Linked DNA regions of Mus musculus: all the other regions are linked to region 6. A link is a contact called in public ChIA-PET, Hi-C and promoter capture Hi-C data. All regions are on one chromosome and are shown on one strand. The core of a region is the stretch at or near the end of the contact, and the rest is flanking DNA. Distances in the headings are between cores, read along the strand shown. Region 1 holds the start of 4930542N06Rik (a long non-coding RNA gene). Region 2 holds the start of Gbp9 (guanylate-binding protein 9). Region 3 holds the start of Gbp4 (guanylate binding protein 4). Region 4 holds the start of Hsd17b11 (hydroxysteroid (17-beta) dehydrogenase 11). Region 5 holds the start of Gbp6 (guanylate binding protein 6). Region 6 holds the start of Zfp33b (zinc finger protein 33B). Region 7 holds the start of Nudt9 (nudix (nucleoside diphosphate linked moiety X)-type motif 9).

The links. Promoter capture Hi-C pulls out the DNA fragments that hold promoters and counts their contacts. A called contact is a pair of places that touch in the nucleus more often than the background predicts. ChIA-PET counts read pairs in DNA pulled down with a chosen protein or histone mark. Capture Hi-C pulls out chosen DNA fragments and counts their contacts.
Region 1: a promoter capture Hi-C map of pre-B cells shows a contact between it and region 6, with 6 times the contacts expected there. The contact joins the promoter of 4930542N06Rik here to the promoter of Zfp33b in region 6. A contact is called at or near these places in 3 of 39 promoter capture datasets (embryonic stem cells, liver and pre-B cells) and 2 of 9 other capture datasets (adipose tissue and macrophages).
Region 2: an RNA polymerase II ChIA-PET map of memory CD8 T cells shows a contact between it and region 6, with 10 read pairs. The contact joins the promoter of Gbp9 here to the promoter of Zfp33b in region 6. A contact is called at or near these places in 1 of 115 datasets of contacts at active chromatin or transcription factors (memory CD8 T cells) and 1 of 9 other capture datasets (macrophages).
Region 3: a Hi-C map of B cells shows a contact between it and region 6, with 11 read pairs. The contact joins the promoter of Gbp4 here to the promoter of Zfp33b in region 6. A contact is called at or near these places in 1 of 39 promoter capture datasets (embryonic stem cells), 2 of 484 Hi-C or Micro-C datasets (B cells and CD4 T cells), 2 of 115 datasets of contacts at active chromatin or transcription factors (large pre-B cells and memory CD8 T cells) and 1 of 9 other capture datasets (macrophages).
Region 4: a contact with region 6 is called in a promoter capture Hi-C map of pre-B cells, with 4 times the contacts expected there. The contact joins the promoter of Hsd17b11 here to the promoter of Zfp33b in region 6.
Region 5: a contact with region 6 is called in a promoter capture Hi-C map of liver, with 5 times the contacts expected there. The contact joins the promoter of Gbp6 here to the promoter of Zfp33b in region 6. A contact is called at or near these places in 7 of 39 promoter capture datasets (the 3T3-L1 cell line, 3T3-L1-derived adipocytes, the C10 cell line and 3 more), 2 of 115 datasets of contacts at active chromatin or transcription factors (embryonic stem cells and memory CD8 T cells) and 3 of 9 other capture datasets (adipose tissue, liver and macrophages).
Region 7: a Hi-C map of erythroblasts shows a contact between it and region 6, with 4 times the contacts expected there. The contact joins the promoter of Nudt9 here to the promoter of Zfp33b in region 6. A contact is called at or near these places in 4 of 39 promoter capture datasets (the 3T3-L1 cell line, embryonic stem cells and pre-B cells), 4 of 484 Hi-C or Micro-C datasets (CD4 T cells, the G1E-ER4 cell line, centroblasts and 1 more) and 1 of 115 datasets of contacts at active chromatin or transcription factors (bone marrow-derived macrophages).

What each region holds. Positions count from the first base shown.
Region 1 is chr5:105,413,445-105,416,795 of GRCm38.p6, forward strand. 4930542N06Rik (a long non-coding RNA gene) reads right to left here and starts at 1,732. Exons shown (of 2, transcript XR_389449.3): 1 at 808-1,732; 2 at 1-40. It overlaps Lrrc8b (leucine rich repeat containing 8 family, member B), which reads left to right and starts at 2,331. Exons shown (of 5, transcript NM_001033550.3): 1 at 2,331-2,468. It overlaps Gm32051 (a long non-coding RNA gene), which reads left to right. Exons shown (of 2, transcript XR_389452.2): 2 at 1-478.
Region 2 is chr5:105,108,589-105,112,010 of GRCm38.p6, forward strand. Gbp9 (guanylate-binding protein 9) reads right to left here and starts at 1,704. Exons shown (of 11, transcript NM_172777.4): 1 at 1,617-1,704.
Region 3 is chr5:105,137,690-105,140,931 of GRCm38.p6, forward strand. It overlaps Gbp4 (guanylate binding protein 4), which reads right to left and starts at 1,897. Exons shown (of 12, transcript NM_001359079.1): 1 at 1,791-1,897; 2 at 1,030-1,128. The coding sequence starts at 1,044.
Region 4 is chr5:104,019,946-104,023,411 of GRCm38.p6, forward strand. Hsd17b11 (hydroxysteroid (17-beta) dehydrogenase 11) reads right to left here and starts at 1,851. Exons shown (of 7, transcript NM_053262.3): 1 at 1,585-1,851. The coding sequence starts at 1,794.
Region 5 is chr5:105,292,297-105,295,522 of GRCm38.p6, forward strand. It overlaps Gbp6 (guanylate binding protein 6), which reads right to left and starts at 1,403. Exons shown (of 11, transcript NM_194336.2): 1 at 1,330-1,403.
Region 6 is chr5:104,569,643-104,572,958 of GRCm38.p6, forward strand. It overlaps Zfp33b (zinc finger protein 33B), which reads left to right and starts at 2,030. Exons shown (of 3, transcript NM_001346671.1): 1 at 2,030-2,129. The coding sequence starts at 2,100.
Region 7 is chr5:104,045,149-104,048,334 of GRCm38.p6, forward strand. It overlaps Nudt9 (nudix (nucleoside diphosphate linked moiety X)-type motif 9), which reads left to right and starts at 1,716. Exons shown (of 8, transcript NM_028794.4): 1 at 1,716-1,998. The coding sequence starts at 1,892. It overlaps Mir5619 (microRNA 5619), which reads left to right and starts at 2,855; the gene lies at 2,855-2,915.

The DNA of each region.
Region 1 (3,351 bases), core at 482-2,981, 840 kb after region 6:
TCAGATTTGAGAGCAGCTGAGGCCATGATGCACCTGGAGCCTAAAGCAAAAACGGAAAAACCTGAATGACAGCCCAGGAGTTTCCAGAGCAGTACAAAGTCCTCTATCTGGCTCCTACAACTGTCGTAATAAGAACTGCCATCATTTGCTGATGAAAATTAGGAATGTATTAACAGCAATCACATTTAACAGCTACATCTGTGGGGTTTGCCAGACGTAACACATTTTGAATGAACTTGATCTCCGTTGCTTCCTATTGATAGGTTGAGCTACAAACAAGGAAGCCGATTTTAATATGCATCCCCATTGAATTTAAACTGACCACCAAGCTTATAATCTCTGGCTGTAGAGACGAGGACACAAAGGGTTAAGTAACTTCCCCAAAGTCACACAAGCAGCCATGTTGTTGTGACAGAAAACATTATTAGGGTCTTGGAGGAGGAAATGTCCCTTCTCAAACATTAAGCCAAGAAAAAAATCAGAAACGTCCAGCTTATAATGTTAGAATACTCTGATTCTATTACAGCACTTACTTTTCCCCCTCAAACTGATACTTAAAAAACTCTTTGTCTGGGGGCTGGAGAGATGGTTCAGTGGTTAAGAACACTGCTTTTCCAGAGGTCCTGAGTTCAATTCCCAACAACCACGTGGTGGCTCAAAATCATCTCTAACAGGATTGGATGCCCTCTTCTGGTGTGTCTGAAGACAGCTACAGTATGCTCACATAAAAATACAAATCTTAACAAGAAAATAAAAAAACAAACACCTCTTTGTCCAGGTGGTAAGCAGTTTGAGGGCCATACTTACATCTAGAATTACAAATGTGTACACAAGGTCATACACACAATTTAATGACAATATGTTGTATGTTCAAATGAAAGAATTAAAAAAAAAAGATGTGTGTGTGTGCAGTGTGTGTGCCACGTATGTGGGTGCACGTGTGCGGGGGAGCACATATATGTAGGTGCACATGTGTGTGGGAGCACATATATGTAGGTGCATATATGTGTGGATGCCTTTGGAGGCCAGAAGAGGGTGTCAGAACGTTTGGAGCTGGAGTTGTCGGCAGCTGTGAACAGAATTCTGGTCTTCTGCAAGAACAGTCTGTGCTCTTAGCTGTGGAGCCGTTAGTCCTCACAGTGTTTTCAATGTTTGCTTCAGACTCAATGCAACTGCCACTCAGAGTGAATTGGACAAGGACCGGGTATAGCAGTGACTTCCAGGGCAGTTCGGGCTGGAGTTCTGATATGACTGGTCGCTACTGGATACAGCGCAGTCTTCCACACCTTCGTAGTGTGTGGAGGTATTGGGTGCCCAACTGATCAGGTGACTCAAATGCTGTCTTCTTTTACTCCTCTGGGAGTGTTTTGTTACCTAGGGATGGGAACACCATAGCAACTAAGAGATACAAATCTTGCTGAATTGAATCCTTGTGCTAGAAATAACCTGGACAAAGACTGAGCTTAAAACAGAACAGGGAGGGTGTGGGGGAGTTAAAGATTCGAGGAGGAGGATAGAACTATTAAATAGCCCAGAGTTCTGAATTTGGATTAAATTTTTGCTTAACTTGCAAGGCACACTGTTACTCTTCAAATACAGGGCCATTAACAGGAGAAGAATGTGGATGGGGGACAGGTGACCATCCTCAATGAAATACTATTATGTGTACTCCCTCTATCTTGTCACCTCACGCTGAAGATAAAGACACTGGAAAGAAAAAGATGGTATTGGAGGCCCAGAAGCTGCTTAGTTTCTCCTCCTTCCCAGGGGCCCTACAACCTTTCCAGTCACTCGACTTAAAGAGCGTTAAAGGGACTTCACTAAGGCAGGCTCTGCGCGGCACACCCCACCCTTCCTGGTAGAGTAAGTTGTGTCAATAACAAGTTTCTCAGGGGTGCACACGTGAGAAGGCAGGGGTCTTCTGCTGGGGTGGAGCGCCTGGGGAACGGCCATAAGGCCCGGCTCCTGGGTTTCTGGAATGCAGCCCCAGCTCCTGGCGAGGCGTGTGGCTGCCATGCACCGCGGATGCCAGGCTGGGCGAGTGCATCCGGGCGGCCGCATGGCGTTGGCTCCGGGAGGTGGCAGCTGCGCTTTGTGTGCAGCAGGAGGGTGAGTCACCGGCCCCCGCGGTTCGTCCCAAGGCCGGGTGGACTCTCGGGCCGGGTGGCGGAGCGATCCGGGTAAGGGCGGCTCGGAGGCGGCGCTGCGCGTCCCCGGCTCCCGCCTGCGCAGCCTGCGCAGCCCGCGCGCTCCGCTCCTCCTCCGCGCGCGAACTTAGTCAGCGGTTCGCGCCGCCGCGCGCCCATTGGCCGGCCGCGCGCGCCGCGTCACAATGGAGCGGCTCCGGGGCGGCGAGCCGGGCAGCGCCGGGGCTTCCCGCTGAGCCGCAGCCGCCGGAGTGCGGGCGCCGGCCGCTCGGCTCGCCCCGGCCGGCCGGGCAGCGCGGGCCTGGGGGCTCCGACACGAAGGTAGGCGGGGACGGCGGGGGAAGGGGGAGCGCAGCAGCAGGTGGGGGCGGCAGGGCAGGTGCTGTTACCTGGCGGCGCCTCACCTGGGTCTCCCGCTGCGGGCAGGTGGCACAGTCACCTGCTAAGCCGCGGTCGCCCGGCTCCCACGCCCCCGGGGGAAGGAGGGCGCGGTCCCTTGCGGGCACCTCTCCTGGATGTTGGGGTCAGATGGGGCGAGAGGAGGGGGCGGCCGCGCCCAGGCGGTGCCTTCGTTGTCCCTACGGCTGAACACGCACCTGTGTATCCACCACCCCCCTCCCCGCCCCCGAAGGGAAAGGCCCTCCCTCTCCACCCTGGTCTCCCCTTAAGTGAAGGCGCTCGCTCGAGGGGGTCCACACCAGGTCCCCGCCGTTTGCCCCCTGCCCTGGAGCCTCCTGTCGACATTTTATGCTCTGGGGTATTTACTGGCCTACAGCTGTGATTTTAGCGTTTGAGCTGGAAGGGGTCAACTGATTTCCATTTAAAGACTCGGTGGTTCCTCCTCCTAGGTTGCAGGTGCTGACAGGTCAGAAGGAAGAGGCTCGGTAATCCGTGTCCTCAACTGACTTCCCAAAGTCCGTAGGTTGCTTATAGTCATGTGTTTGTGGAAGACTTTGATGTGTGGTTAGAAAAACTACCACTAGGATCCCTTTGCACCCCCACCCCAGAGGACAAACCTAAATTTAAAAGTCAATACCAGCGTATGGACTTCTTGAATACATTCTGGTCTTGTCTGAGAACTTAACAGGAAAAAACAAAACAAAACAAAACAAAAACAACTGCTATATAAAAATAAGAGAGAACGTTTAAAATATCGTAAATGTGAAACCAATTTAGATAATTTGTTCAGTGTCCGTTAAGAAAT
Region 2 (3,422 bases), core at 454-2,953, 540 kb after region 6:
GAACTAACCAGTACCCCCCTGGAGCTCCTGTCTCTAGTTGCATATGCATCAGAAAATGGCCTAGTCAGCCATCAGTGGAAAGAGAGGCCCATTAGTCGTGCAAACTTTATATGCCTCAGTACAGGGGAACGACAAGGCCAAGAAGTGGATGTGGGTGGGTGGGGGAGTGTGTGGGGGACTTTTGGGATAGCATTGGAAATGGAAATGTAAAAAATACCCAATTTAAGAAGAAAAAAAGATTCTAGAGTCACTTGATGATGTGTGATTTGGCTTCTTATAGCTCAGTGAGGCTGAGGCTTGCTTTGGGTTAACATATATATTTATTTGAAATTGTTTGCTTAGGTTTGCTGATGTTTGCAGGTTTAGCATAAATGAAGTTATTTTAAGAGCTACTTGGTTTTGTTGCTCAATAATTCTTCAGACCCAGTGTTCATTATAACGTGGCTTTGAAAAACAGTGAGGAAGTGCCAATCAAATCACAAAGCATCACTTCATACACACAAGGACAGCTACCACACAAGGCAAAAACAAATACATGTCACCTGGAATTTAAACAACTCAGGTGTCTGTACTCTGCAGCCTAGAACACAGAATATTACCTCACAGGAAACAGTCCTGACTTCTGAGATAATATATAGTTATGTTTGACCTAAAAGCTCTTCTTTGATTACAACATAAACAAACTAGAAAACAAGGACTTGGATGGACCTTTGAGCTGTATTGATCATAGCATCTGTATTTACAATACCCACAATGTGGACACAGCCCAGTCTCCCACCAACAGATCACCAACAGATGCATACATTAACACAGTCTGATAGCATGCACAATAGAATGTTATTCAGCAAAAAAAAAAAAAAAAAAAAAGGAATAAAATTCTACTGCACACTACTTTATAGACCTTCATATACTTAAGGCTATCCATGGACCCTGCAGACCAGACAACACAGTAACCTACCTCCCCTGCCCTGTCTTTAGTCCCACATGAGCATGAAGACATTATGCCAAGAAAAGAGAATGTGCAAAATCCTAAGACGTTAGATACAGGTGACATCACTTAATTCCAGAAACCAGGCTCTCTGCAGCTTAGTTCCATGTGAAATAAGACTAGCAGCCCAAACAAAATGCACATAGCACTACGTGATCTCTACATCTCATACAACATAAACATCAAGAGAGAACTGGACTATTTTCTTACACTTAATTCAAAGTCAGTGAGGTAGGAACTAAGTTATTTCGAGATAGAGGTTTGCCAAGCTCTTGTGCTGAATTTTCCTCACAGGGTTCCTCCACAGAAAGACTTCCCTCTGACTACAGCTGCCTGTGAACCAGGGCAGGAGCTGTAGCTGTGGTCCCAGCTGAGGCAGGACCAGGGCTCTTCCCACAGCTTCTCCAACAGAGCAGGGCAGCCAGCTGTGTCAGGCTACAACTTTGTATCTGTCCTTTGTCAGAGGAAAGAAACTGACCTCTTAGACCTAAAGCCAGCCACAGCCCCCTGCAGACCAGAGAGCTCATAATCTGCCTCCCTTCCCCCTCCCTCAGTTGCCCCTTTGACTTGGAAATCAAGCTGAGGTCCAGACTAAGTTGCTCCTTAAAGAAAGGAAAAGTAAATATACCTGGTCCCACAGCACAGGTCCAAGTGCAGTTCTCAGCTGCTGCTGCCTCCTCAGGCTCACTTCTGCTCTCCTCCCTCCTGCTCTCTTTGTTCCTCTTTTATGTGCGCTGACCACACACACACACACACACACACACACACACACACACACACACACACACACAGGATGCAGCAGAAACAAAACTGAAAGTAAAGTAAGCCAAGGCATTGTTAACTTGGCCAAGACTGGAAGGGGAGGTCAGAGGATGCTTAGTGTCAGAAAAGTCAGTGAGAAACTGTGTTGCAGCCAAGGGACAGCAGGCCTCCACTGTGGAAAGAGTTTACATTCTCTTTCTTTGGAACCCATCTCCAGTTTCCTCAGCCTTCTAGGCACAGATAAAGCACAGTAAACCCAGACCCCTATCAGTGGAAATGACACAATCTGGGAGGATTGCACGTGTGCTTCTCTCAGGGGAAATTCCAGGTGCTTTTTGAGTGAAGAGCTTTAATGTTTTAAACGTGTTTTCTAAAACAGGAACCATAACTGTTGCCATTTCTTTCTGGACTCTGTCCCACAGTTTCCTGACAACAGCGAGCTGGGCATGACTCACTATAAAAAGGGCTGCTTGTCCACTCTGCCCTCTCTCTCTCCCTCTCTCTCTCTCTCTCTCTCTTTCAATCTCTCTCCCTGAGATCTTCCTCTCTTCCTTTCTTACCCTCTTCTTTCTCAAGTCCTCTCCCTGCTTCCTGTCTCCCTCTCTCTGTTCCTCTTTCTCTGTCTCTACTACCCTTTCAAATCCCCTGTCCATGTCCAAAATAAACTCTATTCTATACTATACAATTGTGTGGCTGGTACCTCAGGAGGACAGGATGCCTCAGCATGCCCCCACCCCCCATACCACCTTCCACTTCACCATACCCCACCTCCACCACACATATCCCTGGCTTCTTTTTCTTTTTCAGAAAACACAACAGTTGTTCTGAAAACTGTTTTTAAAGAAGTAATTAAAGAATAGTAAGTAGGAGTTGTGTTCAGGGTAGCAGCTAAGAAAACTCACTTCAGAGGTGGAAGCTTAAAAATGAAGCTTTATTTTCTGAGCTCTTAGGAAGGCAGCCAGTTTGGGATCTGAACTTTGTCCCTGATGGGAGATTGAACACCATTTGTAAAGGATGAAACACAAAGCAGTGGGGAGAGCTGCAGAGTGTGATCCATTGTGTTTTCACAGGAAGGATTAAACAAGGGAGTACCCCTTGGAGACTGGGCCATATCCAGGCACCTAGCTTCAGGGTCCTTAATTTATTCTCCTAGACATTAGGTGCAGAACTCAGAGTGATAAAGGGACAAAGGAGCAGGTCAGCAGCATGGAGGTAAACTGGTACCTTAATTCTACTTCAGTGAACTCTCTCTCTATTCATCATGAATATTATCAAATACCTATTTCTGTATAGAAAGAAACAAAAGTACCAAATAATGTGCGACAATGAAATACTCAATGCACAGTACCACACCAGAATATGACTTAAAAAGGAGACTCACAAATCCTCTGACCTTGACTCCTGGTCCTAAGACTTATACTAGTGAAGATGTAAGAGCAGAAAACATTGAGTTACTGTAGAATGTTTGTACCATGATTGTTGTCAGGTAACTATGCCATAGAATATTTTTTTTAAATACTGGGTGGTCAAAGACAGAACATTTCCATCTGGAGAGTATAAATTTATACTCTGTGGACCTGTTGAAGCTTTCAGCTCTGGCGTTGCCTCCTGAGGATGAGCGAAAGGGAGTTACACTAAGCAGTGGTACAGTGTTTTAGGCCTCGTTTTCATC
Region 3 (3,242 bases), core at 647-3,146, 570 kb after region 6:
CTTTCTAAAATTAAGGACTTTTCTGCACCAAAGGATTCTATAAACAGTGTAAAAAGGCAACCCAAAAGTGGGTGAAGACTACTTGTAAATCACATGTTTGATAAAGGGTTACTATCTTCAACAAAATAGCAATACAACTCATCACAGATAACTCATTTCTAAACAGAGAAAATCACTGGGTGCTTATTTCTGCAGAGAAGGCTTACAAACATCCATGAGCACACAAGATCATATTCATTATTGCTAATCACTTTGTACAAAAAAATTTAAATTAAAAAAATTATCTGAAAAAGATAGAATGTACAAACTGTGAAGTACCAGAGTGAATGCTGAAGTGTCTCTGTTCCCATTACAGAATGTATTAGGGAAACATTGGTTGCAAAATGAAGAAACTTTTCATTATATGATTTCTGTTTTGCCATGCTGAGGGACCAGGTGTAAGAGTCTATAGTCACATGATCATGTGTGATTTGGCTTCTTAGAGCTTACTGAGGCTAAGGCTTGCTTTGGGCTAACATATATATTATTTGAAATTACCTGCTTAGTTTTGCTGATCTTTGCAGTTTAAGCACAAACTAGGTTATTTTAAGAGCTACATGGTATTGTTCCTCAATAATTCTTCAGTCCCTGTGACAAACATTGAGGAAGTCCAAATCAAACCACAAGGCATCACTTCATACTCATCAGGACAGCTACCACACAATGGGAAAACAAATCCATGTAACCCAGAATTTAAACAACTCCGGTGTCTGTACTCTGCAGCTAAGAACACAGAATATTTCCTCATGAGAAACAATCCTGGTTTCTAAGACAATGGAAAGTTACATTTGATCTAACAGCTCTTCTTTGATTTCAGCACAAACTAGCAAAAAGGACTTGGATGGACCTTTGATCTTTAATGATCATGGTAGCTGTGTTCACAATACCCACAATGTGGATTAAGCCCAGTTTCCCACCACAATGTGATGGCACACCAAATTGTATATTATTCAGCCAGAGAAGAGAATAAAATTAACTACTGTACACTACCTTGTAGACCTTCATAGACTTAAAGCCAGCCACAGACCTCTGCAGGTCAGACAACACATAACTTGCCTCCCCTCCTCTGCACTCCAGTCCCAGATGAGCCTGAGGACATTATGCCAAGGACAGAGAATGTGTCAATCCCCAGAAGTCACAGATTCCACAACACTGTCTCTCTGCAGCTTAATCCCTTTAATGAGATAAGAAGAGCAGCCCAAACAAAATGCAGAGAGCCCATGTGATCTCTACATCACACACACACACACACACACACACAGACACACAGACACACACACACACACACACACACACACAAACCCTAAACACCAAGACAGAGCTTGACTACTTACTAAACTTAAAAAGATGATGAGGTACAAACTAAGTTTATTTCCAAAAAATATTTGCCAAGGTCAAGTGCTGAATTTTCCGCACAAGGTTCCTACATGTTCCTTTGACAACAGTTGCCTGTGAACCAGGGCAGGAGCTGTTGCTGTGGTCCCAGCTGAGGAAGGACCAGAGCTCTTCCCATAGTGTGTCTAACAGAGCAGGGCAGCCAGCTGTGTCAGGCTACAACTTTGTATCTGTCCTTTGTCAGAGGAAAGAAACTCACCTCCTAGACCTAAAGCCAGCCACAGCCCCCTGCAGACCAGAGAGCACAGAACCTGCCTCCCTTCCCCCTCCCTCAGTTGCCCCTTTGACTTGGAAATCAAGCTGAGGTCCAGACTAAGTTGCTCCTTAAAGAAAGGAAAAGTAAATATTAAATATACCTGGTCCCACAGCACAGGTCCAAGTGCAGTTCTCAGCTGCTGCTGCCTCCTCAGGCTCACTTCTGCTCTCCTCACTTCCTGCTCTCTTTGCTCCTCTTTTATGTGCGCTGACCACACACACACACACACACATACACACACACACACACACACACTCACACAGGATGCAGCAAAAACAAAACTGAAAGTAAAGTAAACCAAGGCATTGTTAACTTGGCCAAGACTGGAAGGGGAGGTCAGAGGATGCTTAGTGTCAGAAAAGTCAGTGAGATACTCTGTTGCAGCCAAGGGACAGCAGGCTTCCACTGTGGAAAGTATTTACATTCTCTTTCTTTGGAACCCATCTCCAGTTTCCTCCAGCCTTCTAGGCACAGATAAAGCACAGTAAACCCAGGCCCCCATCAGTGTAAATGACACAATCTGGGAGGATTGCACGTGTGCTTCTCTCAGGGGAAATTCCAGGTGCTTTTTGAGTGAAGAGCTTTAATGTTTTAAACCTGTGTTTTCTAAAACAGGAACCATCACTGTCCCCTCTCCCTCCCTCCCTCCCTCTCTCTCTCTCTCTCTCTCTCTCTCTCTCTCTCTCTATCTATCTATCTCTATCTCTCTTGCTCAGATAGTCCTCTCTTCCTTTCTTACCCTCTTTCCTTCTCCAGTCCTCTCCCTGCTTCCTCCTCCCTCTCTCTGTTCCCCTTTCTTTGTCTCTACTACCCTCTCAAATTCCACTCTCCATGTCTTAAATAAACTCTATTCTATACTATACAATTGTGTGGCTGGTACTTCAGGAGGAAAGGATGCCTCAGCAGGAGCCCTCAGAGACACCACCTTCCACCTCACCATACCCCGCCTCCACCACACATATCCCTGGCTTCTTTTTTCTTTTTCAGAAAACACAACAGTCCATCTAAAAACTGTTTTCAAAGAAGTAATTAAAGAATAGTAAGTAGGAGTTGTGTTCAGGGTAGAAGCTAAGAAAACTCACTTCTGAGATGGAAGCTTAAAAATGAAAGCTTTATTTTCTGAGCCCTTAGGAAGGCAGCCAGTTTGGGATCTGAACTTTGTCTCTGATGGGAGATTGAATACTATTTGTAAAGGATGAAACACAAAGCGAGGGTGTTGGGTGGGGCTGCAGAGTGATCTATTGTGTTTTCACAGGAAGGATTAAAGAAGGAAGTACCCATTGGAGACTGGGCCATATCCAGGCACCTAGCTTCAGGGTCCTTAATTTACTCTCCTAGACATTTGGTGCAGAACTCAGAGTGATAAAGGGACAAAGGAGCAGGACAGCAGCATGGAGGTAAACTGGTACCTTAATTCTACTTCAGTGAACTCTCCCCCTATTCATCTGTTAGCTCTGCATGGCCACCTATTTGCAGGCCCAGGTAGAACTCACACAAGAGTCCACACCAGGACTGGGAAGAAGTTCATGTCAGCAGGTTCTTGGATGCCACT
Region 4 (3,466 bases), core at 601-3,100, 550 kb before region 6:
TCAATATAGTATTCTGCATCCCTCTTTCCACGCTAAATGTTTGAAATCAAGTGGGTTATCCACACTGAACAGCCACGAGGGTGGGTGTTGTCTGCTTCAGCTCGGACCTTGATCAGATCTTAGACTTTTCCTCTCTTCAGTCTGTCCCAGGCTTTGAATTTGCTGTCCCTGTGTTTTTAATGTGTGTTGGTCCTGGGAACTGAACCAGGGCCTTGTGCATGCTGCGGTAGCACTGTAACACTGATCTGCAACCCCAGTCTCTCTTGACTCCATCTTCTGATGCCTTCCTTGGCCGCCTAGACGACCTGCAGTGTGCCTTTCCTACCCCACAGTCCCAAGCTCCTTTCATGCTTCCTTTTTCTATGTCACCCAATTGTGCATTTTATAGTACAGGTTGCCTGTTGACTGTCTTTAGCTCATGAAGGCTGCTTCATCACAGGTATCTGTAGTTCTGTATTATAATACTGTCCAGAAGGCAGTAAGAGTCATCAAACATTTTTTTCTTTTGGATAAACACACTTTTTTAGAGAAAATTGTGTATATTAGAAACGATAAGCCCAAACCATTCTTGTTAAAGAATAAAATTTCAGACTAGTTTGTGTGCCACCTGCTAGACTCTTGGCTAAATCACCTCACACATTAACTTACCATCTCCCTGGCCTTCTGAAAACTAAAGCCTGGGTAGCCTCGTCTTTCTCAGTTAAGAAGCAAAGAGCCCATTTCATATGCCTGACCATATGCCTATGCTGGGCCTTGGCTAGCTGACCCATGCTGGCCCAGTTTGCATTGTTAATCCATCGTATACATATCTAATTATCTGTTTTCTCCACCAGACGTAGGTAGCCCATCTCCTGTTTGCCACCAGGTCTTACCATCTGGGCTGTAGATACTATGGAGCACTGATTACTTGTTGTCACAATCACTCTAGAGTTAGAGTTCTTATTTAATCTCATGAACCTTGACCTCTTGTTTATAGAATGGATGTACACAGTGCAGTGAGGGGCACGCTAAGCCAGAAGATGCCTTCAGATTCCCTCTGTCATCCACCAAAAGCCAGACCAACACTTCACTGCTAGCTCCTTCTAACTCACCTCCCACCTCAACCTGAAGGTACAGGAGACCGCACTGAAGTTATTTCACTTTTAACTATTTTTTCTATAAGGTGACTTAGATGACTCCTGTAGGCAACTGGCAGTGCAATGGTGATCCCTGTAGGGTGTCATTTCGAGCCCATCTCAGCAGCTGCAAACGAGACTTGACAGCCGCACACATCTAACTCTTGGTATAGCACCTAAAACTGCTGTATTTTCCAAAAGTTTATGATGGTCAGTAGGAGGAGATTATAGGCCACTTTCAGGATGGATTTAATGTAGTGTTAATGTAGCGAAGGGAGATAGCCAAGATTCTCATTGTCCATAGGTCCGTTCATCGTGTGGTCTTAACAGATATCAAATTATGCCTCTCTTATAATCTGAAAAAATATGAATAGTTACTATATGCTCTATGGACTCTACAGAGAACTATAAAGGGTGGTTGTTTGCCAGTGTGGACCACAAAGAAAAGGCAGCGACGAAGCGCGGTTACCTTATTGATATCCCAGAGAACCAGTTTGGTGTTAAGTTTGGCAAATTCGTAGGCAGTCAGTCTTCCAATCCCATGACCAGCTCCGGTGATCAGGACGATCTCTCCGGCGACAGATTTTTTCTTCTTGGGAATAAAAAGCTTGACAAGAGACTCAATGCTGAAGACGATGAGCAAAGGCAGCAGCAGGATCAAGTCAAGAAGATACTTCATCCTTTTGGAGGCCCGGTGCTCTCGTTCCCGGTCCTAAACGGCCTCTGGAGGGTGTCGGTTACGCACAGAGTAAAAGCTTAAGCAAGGCAGAGTTCCCCTATTAAAGAGAAACAAACAACTCGGAAACCATTCCTTCCGCGGGGCCGGGCTTCAGGAGGGTTTTTGCCATTGGCTCGGACTGCAGTCAGAGCAACTGCTCGCTGGCTTGGAAATCTGGGAGGGACGAAGTTCAGAGGCAAGCCCTAGGGCGGTGCGACCCTGATAGCTATCGCGGACTTCCTCCTAGGAGGGCTAGTTACCTCACGCTTTCCTAAAATGGAAAAATCCCCTCCCTGTCTGCAGCAGACCTAGGAGAGGAGAGGTCGTCACGCTGCGCAGTAAAGGATGAAGGGCAAGTGCTAGCAGTGCTCAGGCTGCGGTGGACAGTTGTCTGTTTCTGCATAAGGGTTGCAAATGTGGAGCCACACCTTAAAGGACCAGGAAACAAGGAAGGGGACTCTTTGGGGAAAGGAAGAGAAGTAGCAAGAGGGGGATGGGAGGACGGCTATGGGGGAGGGGCGGGTTAGAACACCTGGCACGTTTGTGTATAAAAGTCACAAACCCATTTCTTTGCACGCTAACCAAAAATTAATAACAAAACAAACAACCCTTCAAGCAAAACAAAGCACAAGAGGGAAAACCAAGCTCCTGAATTAGAAATGACCCTACATCGCATTTTAATTTGAATTGAGCATTTCTGGAGGGCAGAGGGGTGTATCCTCCCAAGGCATAATCAAGTTTTAGGAGAAGCAGTAAACCCATCTCCCCAGGGAAGAGCCGTGTAGCGGGGCAACCAGCTCCCACTCGGCCTCTGAGAATCTGAAAACGAGAAACAAAACATATATTCAAGAATGGTGGGTGGTTTGCCTGCCTGTGTGCACACTATTTTTGCTCCCGGTGTGGGGAAAGGGCAGATGAGGGTTCTGGGTTTCCTAGAACTGAAGTTACTAGGAGCTGTGAACCTGCATGTAGGCACTGGGAATTGAACCATTGTCCACAGGAAGAATGGACAGTGCTCTTAACCACAGAGCTATAGCCATCTCTCCAGCATTCTCGTCCCCAGTACACACTTTTTGAGACAGGATTCCTCTGTGTAGCTCTGGCTGGCCTGGAACTCTCTCTTCCCCAGGTTGTTTTGAGGCAGTTTCTCCTCATTTAGCAGCAGGAACAAGCTAATAGCCTGTCTGTTGAGTGGTTGGTTTATGAACTATAAATGTTATCCGTTGACTTTCCTCCTGTGACACTGAGGATGTGGCTTGCTTTGCTTGCTCTTTATCTTCCTGTCTCCTATCATCCCAATATAATTCTCTCTCCCTTTGCTACTTCTGTTAAGTTTTATTTGTAACTTTAGGCAACAAGGTTCTATTTTTTTTTCTTTCTTTCTTGTTCCAACAACTATAGATGTTGGCAGAGAAAAAGTATCCTATCCTCTCCAGGAGTCTGATAGGTTATTTCTCCACCTCCAGTTTACAGAGCCAATTTAAGCCAGATTAAATTATATTAAAGTCAGCTCATTGCTGCTTTCAGGAGGCTTAAGTTCACTGGCCCCAAAGACCAAGGCCAGAGACAGCACCATGGGTAAAGTGGAAAGTTGGGGTAGAAGGGGAGAGAGAGAGAAAGAGAGAGAGAGAGA
Region 5 (3,226 bases), core at 153-2,652, 720 kb after region 6:
TGTGATTTGGCTTCTTAGAGCTTACTGAGGCTGAAGCTTGCTTTGGGTTAACATACATATTTATTTGAAATTGTTTACTTAGTTTTGCTGATGTTTACAGTTTAAGCATGAATGCTGTTATTTTTAAGAACTACTTGTTTTTGTTGCACAACAATTCTATAGACCCATTGTTTCTTATAACATGTCTTTGACAAATATTGAGGAAGTGCCAATCAAACCATACACACAAGGACAGCTACCACACAAAGCAAAAACAAATCCATGTAACCCAGAATTTAGACAACTCAGGTGTCTGTACTCTGTGGCTAAGAATACAGAATATTACCTCATGGGAAACAGTCCTCGCTTTTGAGAAAATCAATACTTATGTCTGATCTAACAGCTCTTCTTTGATTACAACACAAACAAAATAGCAAAGAAGGACTTGGATGGACCTTTGAGCTGTAGTGATCATGGCAGCTGTGTTCACAATACCCACATTGTGGAGACAGCCCAGACTCCCACCAACAGATCACCAACAGATGCATACATTAACACAGTCTGACAATGTGCACAATAGAATATTATTCAGCCAAAGAAGGGAATAAAATTAACTACTGTACACAACTTTGTAGACCTTAATAGACTTAGGCTAGACACAGACTCCTACAGGTCAGACAACACATAACCTGCCTCCCCTGCCCTGCCCTCAGTCCCAGATGAGCATGAGGACATTATGCCAAGGAAGGAGAATGTGCAGAATCTCCAGAAGTTAGATACAGGTGACGTCACTTAACTCCAGAAACCAGGCTCTCTGCAGCTTAGTTCCATGTATGAAATAAGACTAGCAGCCCAAACAAAATGCACATAGCACTACGTAATCTCTACATCTCACATACAACATAAACATCAATATAGAACTGGATTATCTTCTTACACTTAATTCAAAGTCAGTGAGGTAGGAACTAAGTTATTTCCAGATAGATGTTTGCCAAGCTCTTGTGCTGAGTTTTCCTCACACGGTTCCTCCACAGAGACTTTCCTCTGCCTACAGTTGCCTGTGAACCAGGGCAGGAGCTGTTGTGGTCCCAGCTGAGGCAGGACCAGGGCTCTTCCCATAGTTTGTCTAACAGAGCAGGGCAGCCAGCAGTGTCAGGCTGCCACTTTGTATCTGTCCTTTATCAGAGGAAAGAAACTGACCTCCTAGACCTAAAGCCAGCCACAGCCCCCTGCAGACCAGAGAGCTCATAATCTGCCTCCCTTCCCCCTCCCTCAGTTGCCCCTTTGACTTGGAAATCAAGCTGAGGTCCAGACTAAGTTGCTCCTTAAAGAAAGGAAAAGTAAATATACCTGGTCCCACAGCACAGGTCCAAGTGCAGTTCTCAGCTGCTGCTGCCTCCTCAGGCTCCCTTCTGCTCTCCTCCCTCCTGCTCTCTTTGCTCCTCTTTTATGTAAGCTGACCACACACACACACACAGAGAGAGAGAGAGAGAGAGAGAGAGAGAGAGAGAGAGAGAGAGAGAGAGAGAAGGAGTTAAAAGAAATCACATGCTGCAGCAGAAACAAAACTGAAAGTAAAATAAAATAGGCCATGTTAACTTGGCCAAGACTGGAAAGGGAGGTCAGAGGTTCCTGTCTATCCCGAAAAGCCAGTGTGATACTCTGTTGCAGCCAAGGGACAGCAGGCCTCCACTGTGGAATCTGTTTACCTTCTCTTTCCTTGGAACCCATTTCCAGTTTCCTCCAGCCTTCTTGGCACAGATAAAGCACAGTAAAACCCAGGCAGCCATCAGTGGAAATTACAAAATCCGGGAGTATTGCAAGTGTGCTTCTCTCAGGGGAAATTCCCAGTGCTTTCTGATCAAACATGTTTAATGTTTTAAACATGTGTTTTCTAAAGCAGGAACCATCCCTGTTGCCATTTCTTCTGGGCTGCCCCACAATTACCTGGCAACAGCCAGGTGGGCATGACTCACTATAAAAGGGGCTGCTTGTACCCTCACATACCCCCCTCTCTTGCTCAATTGTCCTCTCTTCCTTTTTTACCCTCTTTCTTCTCTGTCCCTCCTCCTCCTTCCTCCCCTCTCTATCCCTCTTTCTTTGTCTCTACTAACCCCTCAACTCCCCTCTCCATGTCTTAAATAAACTGTATTCTATACTATACAATTGTGTGGCTGGTACCTCAGGAAGAAGGTAATGCTTCAACACTGGCCCTCAGAGGTACCCCTTTTCACCTCAACATACCAGGTATGACGTTTGTATATTCTTGGACCAGAGGGTGGCACCATTTGGAGATGTGGCCTTGTTGGAATAGGTGTGACCTGGTTGGAATAGGTGTGTCACTGTGGTTGTGGGCTTAAGATCCTCACTCTAGTTGCCTGGAAGTCAGTCTTCCACTAGCAGCCTTTGGATGAAGACATAGAACTCTCATCTCTGCCTGTGCCACGCCTGCCTGGATGCTGCCATGCTCCCACCTTGATGATAATGGACTGAACCTCTGAACCTGTAACCCAGCCCCAATTAAATGTTGTTTTTTTATAAGACTTGCCTTGGTCATGGTGTCTGTTCACAGCAGTAAAACCCTAACTAAGACACCAGACAGCCACCAAACATATACCTGACTTCTTTTTCTTTTCATAAAACACAACAGTCAATTTTAAAACCTGATTTTAAAAGAAGCAATTAAAGAATAGTAAGTAGGAGTTGTGTTCAATATAGAAGCTAAGAAAACTTCAGAGATGGAAGCTGAAAAATGAAAGCTTTAATTTCTGAGCCCTTAGGGAGGCAGACTGGGGTCTGAACTTTGTCCCTGATGGGAGATTGAACACCATTTGTAAAGGATGAAACACAAAGCAGGGGGGAGCTGTAGAGTGATCCATTGTGATTTCACAGGAAGGATTAAACAAGGGAGTACCCCTTAGAGGCGGTGTTGGCATCAGGACATCCCAAACCTGTGACATCACATAGGCGACAGCATGACCTGCTACCTTCTGACTGGTTGCCAAGACAACAGGCACCATATTCCCAACATCCACTTGACTCACCTGTGTTACATCATTTTCCATATAAATGAGGAGAACGCCCCTTCCTCACTCTCTCTCACCCTTCTCTTTCTGCCACTACCTTGTCTCTCCCTTACAATAAAACCTCTTCCACATGGAACTGCCTTGGCCTAGTGTGCTGTAGAGACTAGACCCGGCATTCTAACTCATCAGACTGGGCCATATCCAGGCACCTAGCTTCAAGG
Region 6 (3,316 bases), core at 780-3,279:
CCCAGGTCTAGAATTCATTGCTTCTGTTCTTGTACATGAGTGTCTACTGAGTTAGCAAAATGCTGACAAAAACGTTTATCTCCTTGAAACATCTGTGTCATTAGGAAGCTGGGGTTTCCTTCTACAGAAATAGCAATATTTGATCCATACTTTTCCCCTTTGTAGAGAGCAGCATTATAGATTTAGAAATGAACAACATTGTTGAGTCTACATAGTTGGATCACAGTGTTGCTCTGAGAACCTGCCAAGCTTATTAGGACATCTTCCAATATGCTTTTGAGTAGATGTTGCAGCTATCCACAATTGGATTGCTTTTTAAATTAACTAAAGTACCAGATTCAATATGATTGATGGATTGTCATAATGTATAACAAAATTGTAAGCATATTAGGACTAGTATCAATTAAATAAAAAGAAATGTTTAATGATATGTTTTAACTATGTGTTTGTAAATGGAAGCAACAGTAAATATCCTGAATTAACTTTGACATTACCTTTGAGTGTGTTGTCTTACAGATGTGCTGGTGAAGATTTCTTGGAGACCCAGGGTTTCCATCTGTCATCTTGGGGCTCCATGTCTCATCATGGGGTTTGTGAGAGAATCACCTGTCTTTAGCTTGTATAATGATTATCCTCTTAGCAATTAATTATGTACAATTGCTACCTCTTCAGAAAAGGATTCATTGTGTTTTTTCATATTTAAATTTCTACTTAGTTTAAATTATCCTGACAAGAAACAGAAACCATCTTCTTTTTTTCTATTTCTTTAATTTGTATTTTGTTTTGTCATGTAAATTCAGCAAATAAACCTGCGACTGACATGTACAGTCGTAAGAATTTTCTAAAATTATTTAAAGAGTTGTGATTCCACAGTATCTTCTGAGCATTTATATTCATACCCACAGATGCTTTCTTGGTACCAGTGAGCATGGGTGAAGGGAATTAAAGAAGCTTGCAGCAGTGTTTAGAGACCTTGCACTGTCTTTCTTGTCTACTCCAGAAGTCTGTGTCTTTGACTCTCTGTCACGTCATGTCCAACCCACAATGGCAGGTAAGGTCAGCAGGGAGTTGTCCAGGGGACAGGAAACAATGGTAGTGTCTTTGGATATGTCTTTTGAAATGGACTTTAGTAGTTTGTTTGTTTTCTACTTTCAATTATCTCTTCCTGTTTTAATTATGGCTTTACTGCTGTGAACAGTTACCATGACAAAGACAACTCTTAAAAGGACGACGTTTAATTGGGGCTCGATTACAATTCAGAAGTTCAAGGTGCATGGCAGAGCCTAGGCTGGCATGGGGCCAGAGGAGCTGGGAGTTCTACATCTTGTTACAAAGACTGCCAGGAGAAGACTGGCGTCTAGGCAGCTAGGACAAGGATCTTAAAGCACTGTCATTCATGGAACAGAAAAGCTTCATGTCATCCTCATATAATACAGAGCTTCACCATGGGAAGGCAGCAAGAAATTAACAGCGGCCGTGAAATATATTTATTGTCAACTGAGACTCAAAAAGAATAGATTTGAGGTTGTAAACAGGCTTTAAAATTTACTCTTCACGAAGCTAAAATATTGTAAACACAATATGGCTACATAATTTAAAATCATATCACACAGATATGTGCCCCCAAGGGCCCTGATTCAGTTCGTGGCTCTTCTGGGACTCTCAGCTATGCCTGGATGTTCAAGAGTCAGAACCTCCCCCCACCCTCCACCCCAGAACTGGGACACGTCACAGACCAGGAACTCCCTAACCAGCTCTAGCCTCGGCCTCATCAAAGACTGCATTTCCCATCCCTGAGCAGACTCTTGGCTTCCCCTGAAGCCCAGCACCAGCCAGGCTGCAGAAAAGAAAAAATAGTCTAGATATTTATTCCCCGGTACGGAGCCCAAACAGGCTGTGCCCAACGGAAGTGAATAAATGGACTGACAGATTCACTGTCCAATCAGAGTCTCCATACGCGCCTGCCAGTCAGAAAAGGAGGAGGGTTCTTCCGGAAATCACATTGCAGGTTCTGCGAGAGTTTACGTGATTTTGTGTGTTGTTTTTTCACCTCAACTGCCGAGTACTGAGGGAAGCTCAGGAAGCTCTGAAGATACAGCATGGCCAGCACATCCTCACTCTCCACAAAGGTGAGGAGCGGGAGCCGCTGTGGTGGGTCCTGCTCGGGGCTGGGCGGGAACCAGCAGCTTGATGCAGCCGCGTGTGAGGTCCCTGTTAGTGTAAGCCATTCCTGGACCCAGCGGTGGCATCTGAATAACTTCCCTCTCTGGGCTGAATCTGCACAAAGCATTTGGAACAGGGTCTTGTGTATAGAAACATCCTTGATAGGATGCCAGTGGCAGGCAGGCTTGGTTCCTCTAGTAGAGTCTACAAGCTCTTCTCCTCTATCATTTTTTGTTGTGATTCATTTGGAGTTAATTTTGTCTAGTTGTAAAAGGCATCCATCTGTTGGGTGACTGAGAGCACGTTCTTTCAATATGCCTCTGTTTTTAAAGAAACAAGAAATAGATGCAATGTTAATTTTTGTACAGCTGCCCCATTAGTCTTTTAGAAAAATGTTTCTGAGACAAGCTATGTTGTCACGTGCATCCCAGTCTCATGCTCCCCAGGGCAATGACCCTGCTTTCCTTTTTATTAGACTTTCTAAGTTCGAATGTTAAATGTATGTACAAGAGCGTTTTTAAAATTACTCATTTAAGTCCTGTGATTAACTGTCCTTTGCAGTGAAAGGAAAAGTGCATTCCTGTGGAACATGTATTCTGCCTTCAGACTAGAACAGGAGGAATGGTTTACTGTGTACACAGTAGGGTGAAACAGTGTAGACCAGAGCTAGCTCACAGACTAAAGTTTAAGGAGTCATCTGCAGGAGTCACCATTGGGAAGGAGGACCTGATGGGGCAAAGTGAGTGATTGTTTTAAATTCCTCAGCATTTATTAATTCATGCATGTTTATAGAAATTGTATAGATTGGTGGGTATACAAGTTGGGGATGTTCTGTGGGATCAAACTTTGTTGATGTAATTATGTCAGCTGAGAAGCTGTGTGTGTGTCAGGTTATAGATCAGCAGCTAATATTACACATAAGGACAAGATCATACATCATCTTATTGATGGCATTTCCTTAGCAGGAAATTGCTTGTTTTTCTTGAAAGTCACTATTGTTAGCATTTGTCCCTTGTTTTATTACCACCAGCCACAATGCATGTTTCATGTAAATTAAGTCCAGGGTTCAAAAGTAGATTTGAGTTTCAGAGGTTTTTCATGTGTTCATGGTGCTTGGTAGGAAGCAGACACTAAATTGCTCTTCCAAGTTGTT
Region 7 (3,186 bases), core at 466-2,965, 520 kb before region 6:
ACCAGAGGAATTCATATTTTGCTCCAGAAGAAACTAAGATCCTTTAAGGTGTGAACTATGCTTTTTTATATCAACAATACTTTAAGAAAAATGCTATCTGAAAGAGCTGCCAAAGACAATGCCTGGGCTACAGAGACAGCTCAGCAGTTAAGAGCACTGGCTTGCTTCTCTTCCAGAGGACCTGGGTTCAAATCCTAGCACCTATATGGTAGTGCACAGTCGCCTGTAACTCCAGTCTTGAGGAATCTAAAGTTCTCTTCTGGACTATACGGGCACTAAAGACTTGGGGTGCACAGATACTCAGGCAAAACCCCTGTCCATCCACATAAGTAAGTAAATCTTAAAACAAAACAAAACAAAACCAAACCAAAACCACTAGCCTGTTTGAGGATACTAGTTAAAGTCACAAGGAAAGATTTTTATTGGCTACTGCTGCCGTAGGAAAGCCTACATTATGAACTGGGTTCTAGTTTCATTAAAAAAAAAAACCAAAATAAAAAAAAAAGAATAGGGATCTTGAAGGCCGGGGAATGGTGCTGAAGGATCTAAGGTGTTCGTGTGTGTGTGTGTGTGTGTAGAAACAAACGTGTTTCTTATGACAGGAGCAGTGGAGCAAGCTGAAAACAACCATCTCTGGAAGGGGCTGGAGCCCAAGGTGATTTATCTTCCTGAGTGCTCGCTCACACCTCAACGACATGTCTACCACATCTCCAGGAAACTGTGGGGTGGTAGGCTTATGCCCCAAAGTGCAGAGAAAGAAAATATAATCTTTACTTTGCTCCAGGGATCTGCCTATCTGTCACCAGGTTTGGGCAGGGGTGGGGAGGAAATTTCCCATACTTTTAGTTTTTCTAAGCGGGCATTTTAAGGGGTGTAGTATAGTCACGAAGGCAACGCCCTGAAGTGTTACTGTGCAGTCCTTTTTTCTTGCTGTCCCATCCCAAGAGTGCTGTGGATTTCAGGATACTGTTAGTATTTGATTGGCCTGGCTTTAAGAGCCAACGCCATACGGTGTGTTTTGCAAGGCCCAAAGTTGATGATAGGCTTAGAATATGTCTCATCAACAATTAAACGAATGAAACCTGGAGTGCAAGCCGCGATGCACGCCTGGCTTTACCACTTTCAATCTGGCTAACTTTAGTCCTTCGTTCGTTATTATCCAGACCGCGTGCCACTTTCACAGCTTGTCTGTAAGTTTTGGCTTTGGGGTTCGAAAGTGGGAAACCGAGGCCGGCTTTCCTTTTGGACAAGAGGTTTATCAGAGTCACCAACACCACGGACAGCACCGTGAAGGGGGCTCTGGGGAGCCCAGGCTGCGTTCCAGGGTTGGGGGATTCCCTCCTTAAGGGTTAGGGGTCACGTGACTGGCCTGATCACGTGACCGGCGGGACGCCCACATTTTGTTGTTCACAGGCGGTCTCTGAATCCGGTATGCGGGCAAGTTTCGAAAAGCAAGTTACTTGGCTTCTGGAAACCAAACCAAGGTGTTTCAAGACTCGTCACTGACTCATCCTACGTCTTCTCAAACCTCGCATGGCTCACGTGACTCCTCCGTACGGCCCTCCTCTCCTGGAAGCACGTGGTCGCCCCTGACCCTCCTTCCGCTCAGCCTCAGGGTTCTGGGTCTCCGCGTCCTGCCGCGCCGCGGCACTCCAGTTCGCCTGCGCAGACGGAGAGGCCTGGCACACAGGTTAGTTTGCGGCGTGGCCGTAAAGCGCGGTCGCGCGTCGGGTACGTCGTGGGGCTGCTGGCGCCGCCGGCCAGCGGCGCTGGGGGAGCGCGGCCGGGTCCTAGTGCCCGCTGGCTGCAGGTTCGGGGCTCAAGGCGGGGCTCCGGGCGAGGCCGGCCACCTCCGAACCCTCGCGGGCCGCGCGCCAGGCGCCAGGCGCCGATGGCCGGCCGCTCCCTGGGGCAGGCGGTAGCCACCGTGTCGCTCTCGGTGGCCCTCGCGTCAGTGACTGTCCGGTCCTCAGCCTGCCGCGCCGTCCCCGCACCCAGGTACCCCGATTCTAGGACGGGCTGCGGTTCCGAGACCTCGGGTGGACCTGCGATCCCCTCCTTCCTTTTCCAGAGGTTATGTAGGCTGTGCTGAAGTACTGGATTTTGGGAAGCCAATAGCAAGGACCCTTCTCGATCTCTGACTTTTTAATTTGCCCATCCAGATAAGGCGCCAACGCTAATTCATAGATCACCAGAGTTTGAAGAGCATTTATGGTGTGTTGCTCCGTGCTAGAGGTGATACCGAGTCCATATAATGGAATATACTGTTAATATATACTGTTAATCTGAGTAGCAGACAGTGTTTTCTGTGCGCTGGAAGGCGCTGATTATTGGCTTTTGGGTAGACTGGAGATGAAGTGTGCGCACAAGTGCCTCAGTACTGGGAACCTCGTTCTTTCCCTTCTCTCCTGGGCGAGGTGGCCGCAACTTTATTTCCTAGTGACTTGGAAAGTTTGTAAGTTTGGTTCTGTTAAGTTCTCTGACACCAGTGTCTTCCTTAAAACACATACCACCCACGCCTCAAGCTTGACTTTTATCTAGGAGGCAAACTCACCAAGCTTTCGGTTCCGAAGAGGAAAGAGGTTAGTTCCCTGGCAATTTGGGCTCCGTGTGAGACCGAGTTTGGAATTTCTGTGGGCTTCCCAAACAGGAGTGACATATTCCTTCACCTCATTGAAAATAGAATTACTTCTGCTGTGGTTTGTAGGCCCCACGGTGCCATCCCCTTTCTGCTTTCCTGACAGTGCTTAAAACCCCTCAATCAGAGTGTCCTCTTTCTGCTGGTGTGGGTTAACACCCTTTATACACCTTCTTCAGTGGGGCTTGCTGAGGGGAGAACTTCCTGCTCTCTGGAAGTCACTAATGGCATTTTTGTTGGTTGTTACCAGAACAACGAAAAGCTCATTGGTGATTTCTAGCACGACAGGGAAAGGAACACTTAAAGAAGTATATCCAGAACTGAAACTGCTTATTCCAAAGAAAAACCCAAAGCTAAGTCAACAAGTGTTTGTTGAGTGCCTGCTGGTCTAGACAGATGATTGTAAAACATCTGTCGAGAAACAAAAGACGTGTAACTTCAAGAGTTTTGTGACTACAGTTTTCTTTAGGAGCTTGGCCCCTCATCCACTGATCACCTTCCATGCCCATGTTTATGTAGGTAGCACTAATTAGACTATCTTAAAAGGC